Linked DNA regions of Mus musculus: region 2 is linked to region 1. The links are chromatin contacts, called in public promoter capture Hi-C maps. All regions are on one chromosome and are shown on one strand. The core of a region is the stretch at or near the end of the contact, and the rest is flanking DNA. Distances in the headings are between cores, read along the strand shown.

Evidence for each region. Promoter capture Hi-C pulls out the DNA fragments that hold promoters and counts their contacts.
Region 2: a promoter capture Hi-C map of liver shows a contact between it and region 1, with 5 times the contacts expected there. The contact joins the promoter of Rfx7 here to the promoter of Fam81a in region 1. A contact is called at or near these places in 1 of 39 promoter capture datasets (liver) and 1 of 115 datasets of contacts at active chromatin or transcription factors (astrocytes).

Annotation. Positions count from the first base shown.
Region 1 is chr9:70,139,719-70,145,766 of GRCm38.p6, forward strand. It overlaps Fam81a (family with sequence similarity 81, member A), which reads right to left and starts at 1,839. Exons shown (of 9, transcript NM_029784.2): 1 at 1,595-1,839.
Region 2 is chr9:72,529,785-72,536,092 of GRCm38.p6, forward strand. Rfx7 (regulatory factor X, 7) reads left to right here and starts at 2,456. Exons shown (of 9, transcript NM_001033536.1): 1 at 2,456-3,196. The coding sequence starts at 3,036. It overlaps 4930509E16Rik (RIKEN cDNA 4930509E16 gene), which reads right to left and starts at 2,074. Exons shown (of 3, transcript NR_045735.1): 1 at 2,026-2,074.

The sequences.
Region 1 (6,048 bases), core at 589-3,088:
CTAAGCCCTCAGGTAGCTGAGCTGGCAAAAGCTTACTAACTGGAAACTTGGCTTCCCAGCTCACAGTTTTACAGAGAGAGTCAGATTTCCATGGATATCAAGAGTGTCCTTGGAACACAACGTCAGAGGCATCTCAACAGTCCAGTGATGGGAGTCATGGGGACCTGTTGTGGCCCCTTGGAGGAAAGGGAAGTTTATGGATGAAAAATGGCCTCTGTGTCATTTTTAGTTCCAGCCAGTGCTAAAATTAGAAAAAATACCACAGCCTGTAAGTCACCTCTACACACACACACACACACACACACACACACACACACACAAGCCAAGGTAGATACAATGTGCATTTCTTAATAAAGAACGTATTTACTCTCAGAAAGCTAATTCGTTAATTTTTTAATTACATTTATTCGTTTAGCTCCTGTGCCTTGTGTGGGTGTGGAGGTCAGAGAACAAGTTGTGGGGGTTGGATGATTCTCTCCTTTCACAATGTGGGTTCCAGAGATCAAACCCAGGTCCTCAAGTTTAATGGCAAAGACCTTTACCCCACCCCCACCCCCCACCGAGCCATCTTGCTAGCCCCCTAACCCCAAATCTCCAAAGAACAATGCAAATGTCTGGCCCTAGTTCTAAGTGATTCCCTCTGTAGATCCAAACCAGTTCAACATTATTTCTGTGAAATAACCTCTTAACAGCATACACAGACTTTAAGCTGAGTGCACGCATGCGCATGTCACACACACACACACACACACACACACACACACACACACACACACACAGCTTCTGCACATTGAAGAAATGACTCACTTAATTTGCCACTGCCTGCCACTACTGGGTTTTGATTTTACCTGTTCAGACACAAAGTTTCCTATCAGATCAACTACAGGAAAGAAGTATTTGGCAGCTTGGACCCTGATTGGGTTCAGGACTTAAGTGCACCGAAGGGATTTTAATCTATGCATTTTAAGGAGCCTTTCCGGACCCCAGACTGTTCCCTCCATAAAATGGTAACATTTCTTGCTACTTTGGGAGCCAGCTCATTGGAAACCCCTTGCGGAATAAATATGGTTAAGTCTTGCATCCCCAGAGGGTCCCTTCCTCAGCTCACAGTACCAGCAAAACAGCCTTGTGCTGCAACTGGAAAGAACCAGAGCCCTTCCTTTCAAAGGATGAAAACCAGAGAATCCGCGGGAGCAATGTGGCTAACCCACCCAAGGTCACTCAGCTCCAACTGTGAATGATAGACTTGCCCCTAGTCCTGGCAAACTCTGCACACCCTTGGCTCTCCTCAAACAGTCCCTCGGGGGCCTCTTCTGTCTGCTAGCTTGCAGCCCCCGCGAAGATGCAATGCCACTTGCGCTCTGCGCCTAACTTCAGCCCTGCGCGTCAGCATTCAGTTAACCCTCTCGCGTCCAGAGTGTCACGCGGGGCACACGAGGCTTCATCCCTCACCCCCTCTCCCCAGCACTATCCCATGCCTATCCATGGAGTGGTTGCTCCAAGGTCACATCGACGGTCCCTGCGGAAGCACCCGCCGCTTGAGTCTAGAGGATGCCCGGACATGTGGGGAGGGGAGACACCTCTGAAGACTCACCCGCGCGCGGATCTGGCGCGCCGAGGCTGCCCATGTCGTCGCCGGCGCTCTGGGTGCGGTGGCCGCGAGCGCGGGGCTTTGCGGGGCGAACCCGGCTGCGGGCCCGCGCTCCAATCAGCGCGCGCGCGGCCCGGCCCGGGGTTCGCGGCTCCCCCACCCTGGAAGGGCGCGAGCCGCCGCGCGCCTCCCAGAGCCTCTTCCGGGCGCGTTGCCTGGACGCGGTTGCCGTGGCAGCCCGAGCTGGAGGCTTTCCCCGCGCGCCCGCGCCCAGCCCGCCGGCGCCCCTCCTCCCACCGCGTTCCCACACTCAAAATAGCCTTTCCGCGGCGCCGCGGGTCCCCACCCAGTTCGCTGCAGGGAGTCAGCGGGCGGGGACTTGCTTACAAGAACCTCAGTCCCGTCGTAGGGCGCGTCGACTTGGAGGCAGAGGTAGGTGTAGGGAAGGATGCTTCAATGAGAGCCCAGCCTTCCAGGTCTCTATGTCATCAATCATTTTCCCGGGAATCCTAGCATCCCTTATGTACCAAGCCTGGTTCCCACAAAAATAGTTAACTGCTTTTCCCACCTCAAACTGGGGAGAAGTTAGGGGTGAGACCACAGTCCAGGAAACAGCTCCTTCCAGCGCCACACCTGCACAGGTGATGGAACCCTCCAGGCGACAAGTGTGTATGAGGGAATCACCAAGCCTCGCGCACAAGAGACAGGACCCCTGGGAAAATGCCCGTTTCTCCTCCCAGCCCTCTTCCTACCTTCTGCCTCGCTCCCAGGGAGTTCCAGCTTTGCTCTCCTTCCCATCAGTGCTGGATCCTCAGCAGGAATCACTCACAATTTTGCTTCCTCTCCGTAAGGTGGGGTTTAAGAAGAGTGGAGGATCCCACCTTTGCTCACCTCACTGCGTCTGGTTCATAGCTCTTACGTAGAGGCATGGGCTTACCCAGTGTAGGTGCTCCTGTCTGGCGGCTCTCCTCTGCCCCCAATTCAAAGGAAGCTAGGAAGAACGCAGGCTGTGCAGCCACTTGGGAAAGCTCTGGTCTTGGAATTCTCGATCCTGTAGTTATTTATGTGTCGTCTTGGGTGTTCTGTAATTAACTCGCCTGTAAAGTAATAACTCCCCAAAACACACACACACACACACACACACACACACACACACACACACACACACACACAGAGAGAGAGAGAGAGAGAGAGAGAGAGAGAGAGAGAGAGAGAGAGAAAGAGAGAGAGAGACTGCTAAGGTGAAATGGAGAAGATGAAGATGGAGAAGGCAGGGACTCTGCTCCCCTCCCGGCCATTGCAGCCTAACACATATTGATCAGATAGTTAGACGGGTATAAAAAAGACTGCTGACCAGAGGGCATGGCCTTAAGTCCTGTCTCACGGAGATCTCACCTAATAGTGTTCTTTAGTGTGTGATGGTTTATTTCTCTTTCTGTATCACTTGGTGCACAGCGTGTAAATACGGATGGGATCCAATCCCATGGCGAAAGGTTCTCTGAGAATTTCCACCATTTAAGATAAATTTGAGGGGGCGAGGAGATGGCTCAGTAGATAAGTGCTTGCCTTGCAAGTGTGAGGACCTGAATTTCATCCTCTCTGAATTTCATATATATATGTGTGTGTGTGTGCGTGTGCGTGTGCGTGTGCGTGTGTGTGTGTGTGTGTGTAGAGGGGGGAAGAGGGAGAGAGAGAGAGAGAGAGAGAGAGAGAGAGAGAGAACTCGTGTCGTGCACATATTCTCACACAGGCTCCCCACATGCACAAAATAAATAAACATGCCAGCCATGGGGATTTGGTGTTCACTTGTAATTCCAGAGCTGAGGAAGCAGAGACAGGCAGACAGATCAGGGCTCATAGGTCGTGCAGCCTTGCCTTCTTGATGAGTTCTAAGTCTGTCTTTAAAAGGTGGATCATGCCTAATGAATGATATTTGAGGCTGTCCTCTGACCTACACACACACACACACACACACACACACACACACACACACACACGCACGCACAAATGAAACATATTACTTGCCACAGTGTCTGGAAACACAGCTGTTACGATAAAGTGCCAGCTCTCCTCACAATGAGGCCAGAGTCAGGTTCCAAGGCTTTCTACCTGTTCCCATAGGCTGCCTTCTAGCGCAGGGTGTGCCTCTCACAACCAAGACAGTCAGTTCCTGTCCATTTTGTTTCCTTTTCCCTCCTTCTCCCTTCGCTCCCTCCCTATCCTGCTTCATCCTGCCACGGGCCAGGAGTCAAGGAGTCAAGGTCCTAAGAAGGGGTGGGAGTTGTCACTCTGGTGGCTGTCAAAGCATAACTTTATTACCACAAGTCCTCCTCACACTCTGGGGTAAGGCAGGGGAATACCTGGGAGGCGAGAGGGGTTTGCCGTAAGCGCACACACACCCCGACTTAATTTCTTTTTTTAAACAATCATGCTGATTAACATAAGACACCACATATTTAAAGATTCCTTTGCAAGGCCTGATGGCTCATACCTCTAAATCTAGCAGACAGTAGGTTGAGGTGGACTGGACGCCATTGTGATTTCCAGGTGAGCCTGGGTTACAGAGGGGACTCTGTCTTAAAGAAAACAAAAAAGTAAAAACAATTCACTTAATTTTTTTTTAAAAACTATGATACTAGTTCTAAAATTTCAAAAACGGTGTCAAATCAGGCCTGTGACTTCCTGCTTCTCCCCGCTCCCCCTTTTTTTCAGGCAATCTATTTTTAATCCTAATTTAAGCTCCTTACCCCTTTACACACCTGTCAGGTAAATTGCAGTCACGTACTCAATGTTCCAGAATTGTTTGTATTGTAACTCATTATAGAAAATGGCTTTTTTTCCCTTGCCTTACTTTAATTACCAAACCATGAAGTTACCACAAATTATTATATGCTAGCACAGTTTATTACTAAAAAAAAAAAAATTTTTTTTTCAAAGGAAGAAAACTTGACTTGCCTCGCCTTCCCAAAGGACTACAACTGTAAAACTAAAGATGGTTTTCATCAGTGACAGCCCAGCAGGTGAAGGCATAGACAAAATCCTGCCTCAAAAGATAGATCGATCAAGGACAACACCTAATGTCAGTCTTTAACCTCCTTGTGTCCCCACATATGGGAATACACAACTATACATATGTACCACACACACACACACACACACACACACACACACACACACAAGCACACACAAGCACACACATACAAATAAAGTAAAAAAAAGTTGAGGGCCTAGGTTTGTCAAAAGACGTGTTTGTTGGGCCTGGAGAGGTAGCTCAGTGGTTAAGAGCACTGTTTGCCCTTCCAGAGGACCCAGGTTGAATTGCCAGCTCCCACACAGCAGCTCATGGCCACCTGTAATTCCAGTCCCAGGGGATCTGATGCCCTCCTCTAGCTTTTGTGGGCATCCATGTATGGGGTGCATAGACATACATACAAGGTAAAACACCCATCCAAATAAAAAGAATAAAATGTTCAAAAATATTTTTTAAAAATGGTATTTGTAAGAATGTAAAGTAGGGCTGGCAAGAAGGCTCAGCGGCTAAGAGCACTGACTGCTCTTTCAGAGGTCCTGAGTTCAAATCCCAGCAACCACATGGTGGTTCACAACCACCCTTAATGAGATCTGATGCCCTCTTTTGGTGTGTCTGAAGTCAGCTACAGTGTACTTATGTATAATAATAAATAAATCTTTGGAAGAAAAAAAATGTAAAGTAGATGAGCCAAAACCAACGGGATGAGTTCAAGATGAATATATAGAGTTGTTACTAGTCTGCTCCTGGCCTATCCAAACAGTGTAACCCCTGAGGTATCCAGGTCTGTAGGATGTGTCACAAGCTACTTATTCCTAATAACACGGAGCCGAACAATCCTCCTCTTAGGAGCGGTCACACGTGGGAACAAAGCAAAAAAACTTTCCCATAGAGGAACAGTGAGGAAAAGCCAGTGATGTGGGGGTTGGGACCATGTCAGAGAGGGCAAAGACAAAAGGTCCACAGGTGACCTTCATGAGTAGTTGGCAGGTGAGTTAAGCAAGACCAGGTGGCAGAGAAATGCAAGGAAGACGGGTCACTTTTTCCTGTGGTTTTCTGAGACAGTGTCTCATTATGTAAACCAGGTGTGCTGGTTGGATTTTTGCCAACTTGACAAAAGCTAGAGTCATCTAGGAAGAAGGAATGCCAGTTCAGGGTTTGTCTCCATTAGACAAGTCCGTGGGGCATTTTCCTGATTGATGATTGATATGGGAGGGCCCAGCCCACCGTGGGCGGTGTCTCCCCTTAAGCAAGCATTCCTGAATTATCTAAGGTAGGTAGTGAGAAAGCTCTGGGGAACAAGCCAGTGAGCAGCATTCCCCCAGGGTCTCTGTATCCGTTCCTGCCTCCAGTTTCCTGCCTGGAGTTCCTGCCTTGATTTCCCTTCACAATGGGCTACAACTATAAGCTGAACTAAATCCTTTCTTCC
Region 2 (6,308 bases), core at 1,206-3,705, 2.4 Mb after region 1:
TCTCTTGTTAGACCACTGCAGTGGGTTACAAATCACTCTCCATGCTGTCTCTGACTGTAAAACCAGAGTTTTCCTTCCCAGCTCAATTGGCATTCCTCAGACTGTTTTTTTCCCCATTGTCATACACACCCTCGAGGGGAAGTTTACACTTTCCGTGACTGGGATCTGCTCATAACCAATGCTATCTTAAAAATTCATATTCACTAAAATGTTTTCTATTCACTCCCATGGGGGTGAACTGAAACTGAGAAAATGAGCCACCATGATTCTAAGTTGGCCTTTACTCTCTGGGTTTGCCCTGAATCCCTACCCAAGGTTTAAGGTAACTTTACCACTTTTTTTTTTTTCAAGTTTCTTTAAAGCATAGTTTATTTAAATTCAGTCTCCTATGAAAACTGTAACAAAGCCCAAATTTACCTCTCAGATGTTAAGTGTGAGCAATGATCTTTCTTTTCCTGAAAGGGTGTCTCATTCTGGCAAGAGGATGTCTTCAGTCTGTCGCTATATGAAAACCCTCTCATGGCTGGTTGAACCTAATGCTTCCAGATGTCTGCTCCAACTGCCATGCTGCCAGTCCCCAAGGCCCTAAGTCGCCGTAAACGCACTCTGTTCAGAATCGCCGCTAGAGGGCAAATCGGGGCTGTAACTCTGCTGAGCCCTCTAGCGGTGACTGTGGGATGCGTGGCTCTTTATGGAACCTATTAAAAACTGAAAAGTTGCACTCGGGAAGCCAGCCTGTGTGACACCGGTAGTGAAGTTATTTTAAAGACATCTCGGTTCTCAACTTCCTTTTCTTAAGGTCTTTAGCAGGTCCTAGTTACCTTTCTTTGTTGATTCTCCCCCTCCCCCCCCTCCCCGAATGTGGCAATGTGAGGCCATCACTCTTCGGGTTTAAAAAAAAAAAATTAGAAAAAGGGGTCTGGGCCACTTTTCCCATTGTCTTTTTATATCATCTTCCCCGTGAATACAGAATTATAAATATGCATTCTGGAACACAGTCTGGATCCTCAGGAGGAAACTGTATTTTGCAAGGGTGTCCTTGCCTCCACCCATCCAGGTGCAAACATTCAGAGTATGGGCTTCCAGTCTGTATGAACCAGGCCTGAGGCCACATGGACAAAGCAAGAGAGTTTCAGGCCAAGGCAGGGAACAGAGCACTCAAAAGACCACGCAATCCAAGCCAATCAGATTCACCACCCACTAGAAGTCTGAAAGGTGGCAGGGCCTCCTAGCTCAAAGTCCATCCAGGAAAGTGGCCAGAAAATCTGACAGGGCCAAGTCTGATAGAAACACTGTCAGAGAAGTTACGGGCTGGGAGGCTCATTACAGCCACAGGCACTGAGAAAGGTCAGTGCGAGCTGTGCAGCTGTTCCATCTGGTGCCAGAGGCTTTGGCTGCTGTCTTCTACACCCAGGCGCTTAGCCTTCCTGACCAGCCCCACCTAGAAAAGCTAATTCTTCTGCTCTTCTAAGAGGAATGATTTGTTGGAGGCAGGGAGTCTCACTCTCAGCCAGCAAAGCTGTCTATGAATGGGAAGGGGGCGAAATGGTGGGCAGTCTCTGGCTGGGGTGAGTTTAGATGGCTGCGAAGGAAGAGCTCTTGGCTGAAGCTCGCGCCTCCATGTTGTATTACATGTGTTCCTTTTGAGAAACAGGAGGGGCCTTGGCTGCCAGGGACCCTGACAAGCCGCGACTTGAGCTGTGTGTCTCCGAGCCTGGGCTGAATTGGGAGTGTAGAGCAGGGAGGGCACTCCTGGCATAGGGGGTGGGGTGGGGAACAGCATGGGCAAAGGCACCAAGGAAGAATGAATCTGCTGCGCGCTGAGGATGGCATGGAGACTTCACTGATTGGAGCTGGGAGTTCTTGCAGGGGGGATGGAGGCGGCTGTGATTGGACGGCTAAAGTGGGGCCAGATTTGGAGGGCTTTGAATGCCCGACCGAGGAGCACTTCCACCAGCTTGCCACTTGCCATTTTCCGACCAGACCGAGTAGGCTCGCTGCGCTAGCTCGTCGAAAAGCTCTCACCTGCTCCAGCTCAGTCCGGTGGCTGAGAGAGGAAGCAGTCCTGACTAGTAGAGGGGAAACGCTCGCGAGCGTGTAGTGGGGGCGGGAGGGCGTGTAGATTCGTTTCACCTTACACACTAGGAAGCGATCAATTCTCCCTTCCACGCCGCACGGTGGCACAGGTCCACTCCCTGCCGCCGTCACGCGAGCCCGCTCCCCGCCCCCAACACGCCCCCCCAACCCCCTCGGCCGCCGCAGCCACCCGACCGCTCCCTCGGGGCCCCCGCCGCGGCTTCCTGGGCCCGCGGCCCGTAGCCGCTCCGCTCCGCCCCGCGCGCTCCGCGCCCCCCTGCGGCCCCCGCGCCGCGCCCGCACACGCGCGTCCACGCCCCCCGGCCGCGCGGTAGGTGTTGTGCCGTCTGCGCCGGGCCGCAGTGCGGCTGCGCGCGCTGGGCTGCTCCGGGCTGGCAGGGCAGCAGTGGCCGCGGCGGCGGCGGGGCCGGGAGCGAGCGAGGGAGCGAGCGGCGTGGGGGAGCTCGGAGGCGCCAGGCCCCCGGGGGAGGGCGGCCGGGGAGGCAGGCCCCCCGAGAGACCCGTCGGGTTGGATTTTGGGGCCGAGGGGGCGCCCGACCACGGACCTCGTTCTTCAGACGCCCCCCAGCCCCGGCCGCTGACGGGGGGCTGAGGGGCGCCGCCATGCCTCTGCCGCGGTGACGCGCGGGGCCGTAAGGAGAACCGGGAGAGGAACCGTGACGAGAACCGCGAGGAGAACCGGGAGAGGAACCGTGACGAGAGCCGCGAGGAGCCGCGCGGTCTCCCCGGGGATGTCCCTCAGGCGGCCGGAGAAAGCGACTCACTCGAGCCCTGGGGTATAGGCCTAGCTTATCCAGCTTCCTTCCTTCCTCCTCTTCCTCCCCCTCCTCCTCCTCTTCCTCCCCTCCCCCTCCTCCTCCCCTCGTCGTCCTCCCCTCCGCGTCTCTTCCCTCACCCTTCCCCGCGCCCCCATCTTCCCTCCCTCCCCTCCAGCAGCGATGGCAGAGGAACAACAACAGCCGCCACCACAGCAGCTCGATGCCCCTCAGCAGCTTCCCCTCAGCGCCCCCAACCCCGGGGTGGCTCTGCCAGCCCTTGTGCCCGGGCTGCCAGGGACAGAGGCCAACGCTCTGCAACACAAGATCAAGAACTCCATCTGGTAAGAGGATCCTCCATCGCTGGGGTAGAACAGCCTAGGCACATTGCTGCTGCAAAGGGGATGGGGGGCGGCGGCGGCATCCGAAGGGGAGGCTAATGCATTCATTGAAGGTGGGTTTCCAGAGCCGGGTGCATGGCTGTGCCACCTCTGGACGGGGGAAGGTTGCACCCACCCCTGGTCTCCTTAGACACACACACACACACACACACACACACACACACACACACACACACACCATGCTTCCCTCTTCTCAATTGTAAGCAGATAAACAAGTTATTTGTGCATTTTTCCATATACAGTAAGGGAAATATGGGTCAAGATTAAGTCATTGCATGATAGTGGCATGAATTGGAAACTTGTAATGTAAAAAATGTGTTGACTCCTTTTGTAGTCATAGGAGGAGCAAGAAGTGTATTGTGAATTTTGACCAAACAAGACATTGCATTAATATGCAGCACAAAAACCTAACATGTCTTTTTCATTCAATTGGATTAGCTGCTTTTTCTGGATGGTTTTGCCTCCTTTATTCTCGCACTTAATTTCCCTTCTAGGGAATTTATTCTTTGTATTGACTGTAAAGGAAATGCTTCTTTTGCACAAAGTATTTTATTTTAACGTAGAAATTTACAAGGTAAAGTGAAATTTTTTTAAATGTAAAAAAGCTCTTGCTATTTTGTGTAATTATTAAAAAGAGTCTAGATGGAACACTAGTCCTGTATTTTCTTGTATGGGAATTTGGGATATTTCAATGCTAATTGAACTCTTAGAGACTGATAACAATATTAATATATATACACAGAGTCAAGTCCATCTTCTATCAGAACCATTGCAAGTGTTCTTTAAATGTGAACTTGGCTTGTTTTGTAGGATTCTTTATTAACTGACCTTTTTTTAAAGCATAGCACTATTTTTAAAATGGAAAGGAATATATGGAATTTGGTCTAAGATTGCTTTTAATAGCAATTTTAAAATAGAATTAAGTATGATGTGAAAAAAATAGCCTTGATTTCTTTTGAGCATGAATCTAGCAGGTTCACCATTGACTATGACTACTAAAATAACAAAACTTGCAATTTGAAAACAAATGTATCATAAAGCAACTGGCATTGAATGTATAGCATTTGAACATTTCAAGACAGTGGCCAATTTTAAATACAAAATTAAAAGTTGTTATATAGTAATTTTCATTGTTTTCTTAGCATGCTTCCATGTCATGATGCTAATAGGAAGTGGGTCAGTGCAGGCTTTTCTAGTTAATACTGTACAGTTGACAGTTGAATGTCTTGGTTTTATTTTTAATTTTAATATGAAACGATTATTTTAAAAGGATTTTTTTAAGGCTTTGACAATAGTTATGTGGCAACTTCAGTAAGTCAGATATGTGAGATAATTTTATGCACTCGTGTGTGTGTGTGTGTGTGTGTGTGTGTGTGTTGTGTTTATGGAGATGGGGAGACGAGCAATACTTTCATTCAATGCATACCTTTTTCCTGTTTTAAAATCTGTAATTTAAAGATATAATTAATTTTGTGCTTACTGTGTTGGGTTCCACAAAGCCAGATGTTTTGTTTATCTCTGCATAATGTAACTTAGGGTCCCTGACATCATCATTGAATTGAAGTAAGCAGTTCACTCTTTTTAACACTCAAATGAGGGACATCTCAGTTCCAGGACCCAAATCTTTTAAGAAAGGTAAATCTTAACGGTTGAATTAGTAAGTCTGTTTTATTGTGAAAACAATAAAAGAGAAGAAATTTTACTGTATAATTTCACAGAAAGAGTAGTTATATAGAATACCAAGGATAATGTTTGCATAATGATGATTGTGGAGTGCCTTTTTACTTATTTATTTTTATGAACTCATCATTTAATTCCTTCAGTGGTAATGGTATTTACACATCTGTGACAACTTAAATGTGCAGACTTGCACATGAAAAAAATCCTGAAGTAGAGAGAGTGGAGCTCAGTGCAAATACACACCTTCATATCAAAATGTGCTGCTCTCTGCCTTCAGATTGTACTGACATACTAGCATTTCATTTCCAACTTTAGTAATTCTGTTTGCAGAAATTATTTTTTTCTTTTATATTTAAAACTTTAGAATAAACAACCATAGTGGATAATAAACATTAGTGGCCATATTTAATATAGACTTGTAACTCCTCCACAAGAACGGATTCATATTATTCATCAAGTAACTACATAAAAAGTGAAAGTTCCATTGCTACTTTTTTTTTTTTTTTTTTTTACTATGTAACCCTGGCAGGCCTCAGACTCAGAAGTCCTGTCTGCCTTTTTGCTTTCCAAGTTCAGAATTTAAGGGCATATACCACCATTTCAAAAGTAGTATTTTTAAAAAACACAAAACTGGTTTTAATAGATATAACTACAATTCTGCACGTACTATGTTTCGTATTTTTTAAGGTAATACTTTCCCACTTTAAAAAAAAAAATCAACTGGTAATGTTTTGAAAGATTGTCAGTTTTGTATTGCTTTTGTGTTATCCTTCAGTATCATTGATTATTAAGAGTTAAAATGAGATTCAAAAGAAATGTGGCATTTAAAAATTCTCAACTGGATTTTGCATTTAGGGTGATCATAGAGTCTAAATTCCTGGGCCTGCAGATCACAAACAAGTCTGTACTTGTCCTCCTGCTCTACAATTGTAAATATAGTATGTGATGTAGGCCTCTAGCTGGACAACGAGTTATTTATTATCTTGGCTCACACTTAATTTATTCCATTTATTAAACGCTATCTGATAAAAGTATTTCATTGCAATTTTGAGCATTAAATAAATCGCTAAAAAAATGAATGAGTATTCAACACTAAATCTCATAGTACTTAATGAGATTAAAACAATTTCTCAAGACCTGGAAATAATATTAAAGAAATTCTAGAAAATACACGACTGACTTGATAGTGTTATGTTTGTATTTATGTGTTCGTGAATATCTTCTAATTAAGCCTAGGTTAACAAAGCTCTCTGCCTACTGTCTGTGTGTTTCTCGACCTTACTTCTTCCTGTTCCAGAGACAGAGTCTGAATTACTTGCATGTCTCACTTGAAAGGATTTTTATTTGTAGAGGTGATTTAATTCTATGAGAATGT